Linked DNA regions of Gasterosteus aculeatus: region 1 is linked to region 2. Evidence: chromatin contacts called from public Hi-C data. All regions are on one chromosome and are shown on one strand. The core of a region is the stretch at or near the end of the contact, and the rest is flanking DNA. Distances in the headings are between cores, read along the strand shown. Region 1 has its middle 57 kb from the start of mef2cb. Region 2 overlaps mef2cb (myocyte enhancer factor 2cb).

The links. A called contact is a pair of places that touch in the nucleus more often than the background predicts.
Region 1: a Hi-C map of skeletal muscle shows a contact between it and region 2, with 5 times the contacts expected there. The contact joins two enhancer-like sites. A contact is called at or near these places in 2 of 6 Hi-C or Micro-C datasets (both in skeletal muscle).

What each region holds. Positions count from the first base shown.
Region 1 is chr13:12,296,553-12,301,987 of fGasAcu3.hap1.1, forward strand. No RefSeq gene overlaps it. Among protein-coding and RNA genes, the nearest start is that of mef2cb, 57 kb to the left of the region's middle. Within about 2 kb of position 1,914, at least 2 of the 9 cell types and tissues checked have open chromatin away from gene starts, as enhancers often do.
Region 2 is chr13:12,189,835-12,194,867 of fGasAcu3.hap1.1, forward strand. mef2cb (myocyte enhancer factor 2cb) reads right to left here. Exons shown (of 11, transcript XM_078086783.1): 5 at 1,539-1,682. Among protein-coding and RNA genes, the nearest start is that of LOC120831200, 22 kb to the left of the region's middle. Within about 2 kb of position 2,842, at least 3 of the 9 cell types and tissues checked have open chromatin away from gene starts, as enhancers often do.

The DNA.
Region 1 (5,435 bases), core at 664-3,163, 110 kb after region 2:
AATTTCCATCTTGTCTCTTGAAATAAATAAGCTCACCTACAAAAATCGACATTTATTTTGTATTTCCATCCGTGATAAATGAAACCAATTAAGCCTTACTTTTAAAATTAGGAGGGAGGCAATCCTAATTTTCTCCTTAAGTGCGGTTTCCACGGCAATCAGAGGCCTCTACAGGGGGTCGAGAGTGGAGGCGTTGGGTGGGAGCGCACACAGCAGGGACAAACTGACTGAGTGAGAGAGCCTACTGCACTCGCAGCTGAATCTTCATCTGGCATGCATTCTCCATCGAACAAACACACACACACGCACACACACACATATGCTGGAGCTCACATCCACACACACACAATCACACAGCCAATACCACACAAGCATTTGCACGTATTCTGTGTTAACTTGGCCTCATGCATAAGCTTCGTGCAGTGAAAACAAAAGGTGATAAAAGTGTTCATGTCAGTATATTTCTTATTCAGGATCATTGATCAACGTGAGGATTGTTCAGTGAGTGAATTGTAAGGTCTTTGTAAGATTAACATGGAGCGACATCGTCTCATGTCAGTTGGCCTGTTATTCTTATCTTACTGTAAATGTCTCTGAGCAAATGTGGATGTGACAACTTCCTCAGTCTGTTAACTGAGGAAGTTTTTACTGTTCCAGTAAGAATATTAGGGAACTTGGCGCTTTGTCATTATTTATTGTCATGTCTGACTGGATTCTCCCTTCTCCTCTGATGAGTAGACAATAAAACAATTTTTGCAAATTTATGAAATGCCGAAAAAAAACTAAATACAAATGCCACATATATTTTATTAGTGAAGGTTTGTTGCACCTGAAGATTAGACAGCTTGGAACTTGACAGAGCAAAATAAAAAAATGTTTTAATTACTGTGTGATGAATTAGACTTGTTGCAACATCAGAGTTCCATTCAGTTCTGCTATATTAATAAACCAACTTGATGATAAATGAAAGCTGTGCAAAATGTTGACCAAGTAAACAGGCAGACGAGTAGACTGGCCTGTTGGAAGTATTTATAGCTTTGGTTTAGCAGCTCAAACTAAGAGCTGTTAATAAGATTTTCTATAGTTTGGAGGAAAACTCATTGCTGTCACTGTCATTGTCTGTTTAGTGTCATTTCATTTCTAAGAAAAGACATTAAGCAACCGACCACCATCAGGATATTTACCGTAATTAGCAGTGATGTCTAAAATCCGAACATTTGCAAATATTGTTTTTCAAATACTTTTTGTGGAGTGGGGAAAGCAGTGGGTAACTATGCGTTTGCACAGCAACGCTCCTCTGGCTCGTCTTTTAAGAGGGAAAGATCATGAACAAACATTGTGCATATTAAGACGTGACATTTTGCCACCCGTGCTTTCAAACCTACAGAATGACTGACACCGATGGCCGAACTTCTTGAACAGACGACTGGGATTCCCAATCAAACTTTTACTAACACAACTCAACCGAACTTTCCCAATAAAGTTTCCTCTTGTACACGCCTTTGATAACCCACAATTCCTGTAGTCTAGCAGCCACTTTGCTCTTCTGCCGAAGAAATGAAAGAAAGCATAGAAAAGGAGGGATTCAATCTGTCACATCGGATCTGGCATTGGCATTTCATAGTTTGAGAAGGCAGCGTAGAAGTTGAAGCTCAGACACAACAACAGTTGTTAGTCATAGACAGAAGTGTTCCGTATAGCCACAAGGATGGAGAGGCAGAGGGAAGGAAAGAGAGAAGAAGGTGTAGATAAAGAGAGGGAGGAAAAGAAAAAGGAAGGGCGCAGGCCCTCGTCAGAAGTGTAGTCATGGAGTCTGGCTCTTTCAGGTTCATCTCTCATTACTCCTCGGTGCTCTCTCAAGCTTAGCGGAAATGGATTATGCCACACAAAGAAAGGAATAATCACTATTCTCCTCCTCCTCTGATAAACACACTCGTAGGCGTACGTAGACGCATCCACGCACACAGACACACGCACGCTCTCTTCCACTCCGTTGTTTTGACGCACACACACACACACACACACACACACGCACACACACACCGAGTGAGCCAAGCTTTGTCTGGCTGTGAGTCGCTGAGTGTGGTGCTCGTTCTCTCGCTGCATGCCAGGGGACTCGTCAATTATCTCCCCAAACGCACCCAGCCCTCGGGGGGAAAAGGCGGCGAGGGAGACGTCCCTGTTTTTGAGGGAACCTGGAGTTTGCAACATTCAGAGTTGAGTGACAACACATTCACGCTCTAATTCTAGGCTAGCAGATGTAATGTTTTCTTTTTTTTGCTCTTTCTCTGCCTCGCTCTCTCTCTCTCTCTCTCTCTCTCTCTCCCTCTTCCTTTGTCTTATTCTTCCTGCTCTCCTTGTTCTTCTTATCATTCCAACTTTGAGAAGTTGGAGCTCCTAAAGGCTTTAGTGAATGTGTGTGCTCTGGGTGGTTTGAGTGTGTGTGTGTGTGTGTGTGTGTTGGATTAAAGGGTGTATGCTTACAGTTAGATCTTTTTATCTAATGCAGGCAAGGTGGTACTCCCTAAAGATTTATTTTCCCTGAGCAAATTTAAGAAATGTCTGCAATGAAAAAACACAATAACAAACAAAAGAAAAACAACAATTGTATCACATTCAATGTAATTAATAGCGCAATGATTAGCATTTTCCTCTTTTCAAGCACAAAGCTCAAGAAATGTTGTATTATAAACAATTGCATCAAGCCTTTCACAAATTCAAATTATTAACTGACAATTATCTGATAGTGTGAAGACTTTGCGGCAACTAAACAATATATTTAACAGATGGCACTCGTATCATTACAGTTTTGAAGTCTTGAATCTTGAGCTGAACATATAATTGTCTCCTGACAGCCAGCAAGCAGATTGCCTCACTAGGAACACCTTCAAATAATAACAGAGAAAAACACCCTGTCCATGTTTGTCTTGCGGAGTGACTCATTGTATGTGCCAAGCTGCAAGGCCACTTCTACCTGGTTAAATTAAAGATAATATGAATAATAGATGGAGAGAGTGACACTTCCGTAGCTGGGGGTAATGAAAGACCGACTCCCCGCTCTTTCTTGTCACTCCTCCGACTCATCGCTAATAAAGATGTCACTTGACAGCGAGAGAGACAGAGAGAAAGAGCAAAAGAGAACGACGGAGGGAAAACGTCCGTCCATGCGGCAGAGCGGACAAAAATGACGATTAAGCAACTTAGATTGAAAGCCAACAGATGACCATCATTCATACAAGAGGGATAAAAAATATGTTGATCAAAATAAATGTGTATTTCACGATGAAAGGAGCGATAAAAAGCCAGTGAGTGATATTTCAGTCTGTCTACGTGAGCCTGGCGGTGTTTGGAAGAGTTGGAGAAAGCCGAGCCCACAGCCTCATCTCTCAGGGTCGGCTTCAGCGCCAGCCTCCGCCGCAGAGCGCCCAAGAGAGGGCGCGCCATTGTTTACTGTCCACAGTGCGGGTAAACAATAAACAATGAAAAGACTGAGGGGTTGCCAGCTCCTCACCCCCAATGTTGCCATTTTGGGAACTCAAACACACCCCCCCATGCTCCTCGCAGCCCCTACTCAACACACACCCCACCCCACCCTCTCTCTCTTTCTCCCCCTTTCAACCTTCCGCCACCTCCCCCCGTTCAGATCCATCCCCCGGCCCCAGAAACCCAAGAGGGGCGGTCGCCCCAGCCAGCCCAGCCTGCCCACCCTGCCCCCCTAAGAAACCACGAGAGGGTGTGGTTCCGCTTGGAACAGGAAAGCCATTTATTTTGGGCGCATCTCTGCTGACTGACTCATGTGTTGACTGGAAAGTTGGCTGCGTGCTCCACGGGCCGCCACCAGCCCCGTGGGCTATCAGTCGCTGACCTGCCCTCCCTCCTTTTTAGGCCCCCTGGTCCTCAGCCCATCACGAGTTCAAATGCACCTATGGCCACCCAACTCCCAGTCTTTCACCCGCGCTAACCAGCCCTCATCACCATTCTATTTTTGTATTGTCGGCCCCGCCTGCTCCCATCATGATCTTAGTGTAAAACTGAAGAATTGCCATTGTTTTGCGGTTGTTTTATGATAAGAATATGTTGCATGTTTTGTTTTTCTCCTGAGAATATGCAGTTAAGTTAAGTGAGGGAGAGAGCAGATAGAAGTACCAAATTAAAAGAAATCCCTTTACTCGTAATCTTGCAGATGTTGTACATGTATTCACAATTAATTGTTGATGTTTAGGCCTGTGGAAGGTTGAGACTTACTGATGAGACAGACTCACCCTCTGCAATTTTAAAATCCCTCCACACATATAAATAGTCTATTTTGATTCAGTGGCTATAAACAAACCAAGTCCACACTTTAAATACATCTATACTTTCTAAAAATACACCTAAAGCCATATTTCTCTGTGGTATACTGTTTATACTGTCCTTGGAATTAGCAATTCATGCAATTCATCAATTTCAAGGGGGAAAGATGGTCTTTAATAATAGTAGTGCCCATTAAATGTCAGTAATAGGACACCATAGAGAGCTGATACAATTCTTGGTTCAGTCGTTAGCTATTATAATACACAGCTGTTTCTGGTCGTAGTAGACCTACACAGAAACCGTTTTTGTACTATGTGTGTTATAATTGAACATCGGAATTTAAATTGTGCTAATCCAGTTAAGGAGAAGGTGTGCTTTATGCTCAATGTTGCTTTGTATGGGATCACGATGCAACAAAAAAAAACTCAAACTGCACTAGACAGTCTCTCACAGCTGGAGCTTTCCAGATGGCCTGCAGAAGATGACCAATAAAAACTGAAACTGGACTTTTATATATCTTCCTGTGAATGAATGGAGAGTATTTTATATGGTTTGGATCACATCCTTTTCCTTTTATCCATCCATATAATATGATAGATATAATGGAGATTTAAATAGAGCAGAAATTTTCCTCATTATAAATGCCTTTGCGTTGGTCATTTTTTTTAAATACACTCATTTTTATTTTGCCCTGGTAATAAGTGAAGCTTCTTGCAGCACCACCATCATAATAATGAAAACCTAAGCGATGGATAACATTTGATTGTAATCTGGAACACCCAAATAAATACTAACCTAGCTTTGCTGTCTGTTTATTTTTTACCTATTTTCTATTATGCAATGGTCAAAAAAGCAGTGAAGTAGGGTGCTCTTGATCTTTTCCGTTTCTCCCCGGGGTCCCTGTATCGCTCTGGAGATGTCTGTAGGTTCCCCGCTATGGCGTGGCGTTCTGACATTCCCTCCACACCCACACTGGCAGCCAATGTACCAATTAGTGGCCTTCTCCGCAGGGGTGGGTGTATGGGAGGTGGAGAACACAGAAGAACGAGAAGAGTGAAAGAGTATATGAGCGTTTCTGGTGTGTGTGTGTGTGTGTGTGTGTGTAACAAGGCCTCAGACCTCAGACATTCCTTTCGCTATGA
Region 2 (5,033 bases), core at 1,592-4,091:
ATCTTGGATTACGTTGTTGGAGGTTTTACACCTCGAGAGACCTCCCTGTGAGGGTTTTTTTTAAGGGTGGGGGAGCCGTCTCAATGTGTGCACATTTGCGCTCACACACATCCCTTCGGGTGGGCGTTAGGGCCCCGTCGTTGAGCTGTCCTCTAACCGGTGCCATCCTTCCTGTTTTCACTGATCTTCCTCCTTGCCTCGCCCCTCAACAGTCTCCTGCAATCCAGAGGCCCAGTGTTTGGCAGCCACCCTGACCACACACTGAACTGCCACTTGTTGTCTGCAGAACCCCCCCCACCACCCCCGCCCCGCACCCCCCAACACCACCACCGCTGCTGTTCCACCCCCGTCCCCTTCCACCTCTGATCCCAAAACCACCCTACGCCGCCACGCCATCCCAGCTCACCAACCCTTGCATTGCTTCTAACCACAGCTCCCCTCGCTCCACGTGGCTCAGACACTACTGTTCTTCTCTAAGTGATCTACCATGGAATTATCTCTTTCTCTTTTGAGGCTACAGCCCTAACCGTTCCAATATGCTGCTTTCTGAGTGAAGGGCAGGCTCAGTTTACATGCAGAGCGGCCTTCATCTTGTGGTTTCTGGCCACTGCCTAAAGGTTAGATTCTTTGTAAAATGAACACAATATAATGTCTATTAACAGACATGTTATTAGGCTACTGAAGACCTCGTCTTCTATTATCCCAATGGAGTGGAGATTATTGAGTTTTGTGAGGTAGAGATGTATGCTTCAGAGTTTGTGAATGTCTGCTGCTGTTTCATTGCCACAATGCCTGTCCTTTGTTGTTACGGGTGTCTGAGTACTGTGTTTTGGTGCAGGAAAGGCGCACCCGGACCACACCTCCCCTGGGAACCAGGCAAGACATTGTGGGTAACGGGTTTGAGGAGGGAACCCAGTAAGGTTGAAATTTGTCACGGGAGAAAGTCTGCAATCATACAGAAGTAATGCTTGCTAGTTATGGTCACCGTTGTGTCAAATTAGAGGACCGTTCCTCAACTGTAATCAAGCAAAATCAAACAACTGTAATCCTTTTTACTGTAAGTATACAATATCAATTCACTGCCGTCTCACTTTCTGTATTTATTCTAGAGGCAAACAATGGTGGTTAGCTGGGTTAGCTCAAGAGTTACTGGCAAGTCAGCATTTTGTTAGCCTGCCGAGGATGCGGCGGAGCGTCAACCCAGTACTTACAGGTATCCTATGAGTTTTAATCATGTGATCAAACTCCTCGTTAATCTGTTTGTATTTCTCCTCAGTGCTCGGCGTGAGGAGGAGAGCAGTCTCGAGCTCCGGGCTTTCGCTGCCTTTGTTCTCCTTCTTGCTTAATGCCTGCCAGGTCCCACAACCACCAAGACGGACGAAGGGAGACACACATGAAGGGACAGATAGATGGGTGGCAGGAAGATGCCAAAAACGAGGAGACGAGGACGAAGCGACAGAAAGCGTAGGGGGGAGAAAGGGGGAAAGAGAGGAAATAAAAGTGAGATGAAGGTTCGGGGATTAACAAGAGGTACTTACACACAGTCTCTGTCTGCTGATCATCAGATCAATGTCCTCGTTTATTTTCCTGTACTTGTCCTCGGACTCGGGGCTGTGACCGACCGAGTCGTCTGCGTCGGGGTCCGGGCTGTCACAGCCGTTTAGGCCCTTCTTTCTCAATGTCTGCAAACACAGCAGTTGCACAATATAGTTGAAGGGTTTTGGGACGGGGAACATGAGCCAAGTGAACAGCTTGGGAGGGACCAATACTGATAGACTATGGAGACCCTTTAGAATCCATAAAAACTTTTACTACTGAATTGATTTATTCATATGAGTTTATTTTTTCACAATGAAAAATTCTGTCCGTTTGCGAAGAATTATTAATATTTGCAGTCTTCATTTGAACCTAAATCAAAATGGGTGATACCAGGATACACTGGCTGCTTTCTGAAGAAGAAAAAATGCAGCAAAACACTGAAGTGGCACAACGGACCTAATCACTTCCACTAACGTCACAGAAAAACTGATCAAGCTCTTCACCAAATGACAAAATACGGGACCTTGAAACAACATAATTACACAGGAAAAGGCAAAGCCGTAAATTTAAAATACATTTTATAACCATAATCATCAGTATTTCATGAAATAAAACTAAAACGCAGTTGAGGTACTTGAGTTCATGACTGCGGTATATGTGCTCTACAAAGTGGCAGTTTCTGTTTTGGCCACCTGATGGCCACCTGCCCCCATTAAAGCGGCCAGAAAACAGCAGACAGGCAGAACAGCGGCGCTCTCCCTCCGAGAGACACAGACAAAGAGAGCTCACGTGGGAGAGAGCTGCCTCGGTCCTTTTTTAGATATTGTTGACAACCATAACAACGGGGATACGTTTCAGAGGACATTACCGTGTGTGATAGCACGAGGGTGTGTTTGTTTGAGCAAGTAGGCATGTACCGGTAGGTGCTGTGTTCATTCGTCTTTAAAAGAGACAAAGACAGCGCCGACGAGACAAAAAAGTACAGTACCTGACAGTTAGAGATCTCATCAAAGCCCCCCTCCTCCGTCCCCCCAACCCTCCTCTTCTCCAGCCTGCTTTCACCCCCCCCATCTCTCCTCCTGGCTTTAATAAAGGAGATTAGTCTACAGGCGGAATATCACGGGCCTGCTCCTGTCTGTGCAGTCGTCGCTTCACACTGCGCTCTCCTACTTTCATCTGAAGCTCCATATCAGACAGACGTAATTAAATTTACTTTAGCACACCCTGTATTTGATGCTGATCAAGAGCGCGGGTCTCTCTCTCTCTCTCTGTGTATGTTGTAGTGTGCGTATGTGTCTGCCGGTGTGCGTGTGTCTTTGTGTGGGATGGGGAAAGAGAGGAATGAGTCTGTGTATGTGTGGGTGTGTGAGAGTGGGTGCTGGCGTCAAGAAAAAAAAAAAAGACAAGAGAGACTGAGCAGGAGCAAGGAGGAAGATAGATGCTAAGATAAGTTAATCTCAGCGAACTTCTTCCTCTCATTTGTTTTTCTTCCCTCACAGAAGAGATATGTGTGCGAGCTCCTCCATCACAACCAGCAGCCAAAGTGACAGGGAGCGATCTGCCTGCTTAGAAAACAAATAACACTCCAGTCATCTCTCTCGTCAGCACAACAAAGGCCTGTTTCGAGTGTGGTTTTAGTGAACTTAGAGGGCTCCTTTTGTGTGTGAGATAACCGTTTGAATCCTGAGGCGTCTCGTGGCAAGGCAGCTACTGTAAGCGTGTCAACGTTTGCTGGCTCTCCTCTTCTCTCTCCTCTCCTCACTTGGCCCCCAGAGTGGATATCTGGAATTCTGAATTTGAAAGCGTCCCTCACATCTTTTGACAGGCTTCAGGAAATCACACCAAACAAATCAGCCAAGGCGGTGCAGGAGATCTGACTTCTAACAGGCCCACAGTGAATCAGGCACTCTTTGCTCCATCAGAGGTGGATGAGTCAAAAGAACAAAGGGGTCGAAAAGGTTTAGCATGCTGTCTTTTTTGGCAAAGGCGAGAGATGTAAAACTTTTGCTGTTTCTTTGGTGTAGTTTCGCTCTGGCCCCGGCGATGCATCATATCGAACTGACAAGAGCTGAACCGGTGGCCTTCTTCTGTTCACATGAGAATGCAAGAAGGAAGAAAACTTTTCTTCCCTTGCACAGATTTCTACCACCTACCGCCGCCAGCTGAATGCATGAGAGATTCATTTCCATTCTTGGAAGAATAGCAGGGGGGCACTGCTGGGAGAGGAGGACGAGGGCCGGGGTAAAGGTGACACCCATATGGGGCAACAGAACTAGTGGTCTGATGTAGGGTTGGGAAGTGGTTGCCTTGGCTGTTGATTGGCTGCAGGCCACGGGTGTTATATGACTTTGGAGCATGTGGCCGAGGCTAAGCTTTCCATCGGGGCTCAGCACATTGAAGGAGCGGCACAAGGACGGTATGCCACTCGTCCCAGTTATGCCCACCTGTTTAAAGACATCACACCTGTTGCCAAAAGCTGACACACGACCTACCAACCAATCAGATCCGTTGCAGTGCTCCCAGAGCCATAGAAGGGCCTCTCACTCTAGCGCTCTCCACCTCGCAGCCCTCCATATCGTCTTCCTATGTATCCGTCTCTAATAGCTCATTGCTTAATCTGTGCACTGAATTTGTTATGTGTTATATGGCTCTGCGCCACGAACTCATGGACCGCTGCTCTTATTCAGTGACATCAACACCACATAAGATCAGAGACGTGAATGTCACATTGACAGAGAGAATAATGATCATTTGAGCTGCCCTTATATTGAAGAGGGGTATGTAGAGCTAGCATGAAAATATAGTTTTTTGGGAAATATGCTAATAGGATGAGAATTCTTTTCACTAAATATTCCCCCAATTCTCATTTTTTTAATTATTCAATTTCAAAGTAAGTGGAATTTCTTGTTTCATAACAAGAAAAAAAATGTTTTATTTCTTACAAAATCACTGCTGGCACAAAAGCCAGAGCATTTTTTATGGAGCATTGTTTGAGTTCATGGCAATTGTAACGCTTCTGATGCCCAAAAGTAAAACATTTTCACCGCTAATTACTACATCAGTCAGTCAGTTCATTTTGAAGTAGAAAGAAGACTAAACCTCGAACCGAATGTCCTGTACAGTCCAACCCAACAGAACATATGGAAATGCAACAAAGTCATAAAAATCAGTTCATAGGAAAGAGCCTGATAGAGAAAATGGGTAACGAGAGAGAGAAGAGAAGAAAGGGCCATAATACAGTATATGTGAGAAAATACAAGCAAGAAGAACAGGATGTAGGTAAACGTATTACAGAGAACAGAGACCGCTAAATAAGCTGTGTAGGCCTGCTTGGCTCTGCGTCTTTCTCCGTGGCCCCTTTGGAGGCTTGCTCCTAATTAAACTCCTTCTTCATGACGCTCCCTCATGGCAGGAGTTGTCGCAGGGCCTGTGTTGAAGCACGCACCGCATAGACGCGGCGTCCTACATATTTAGACACGCGCTACTCCTCAGCT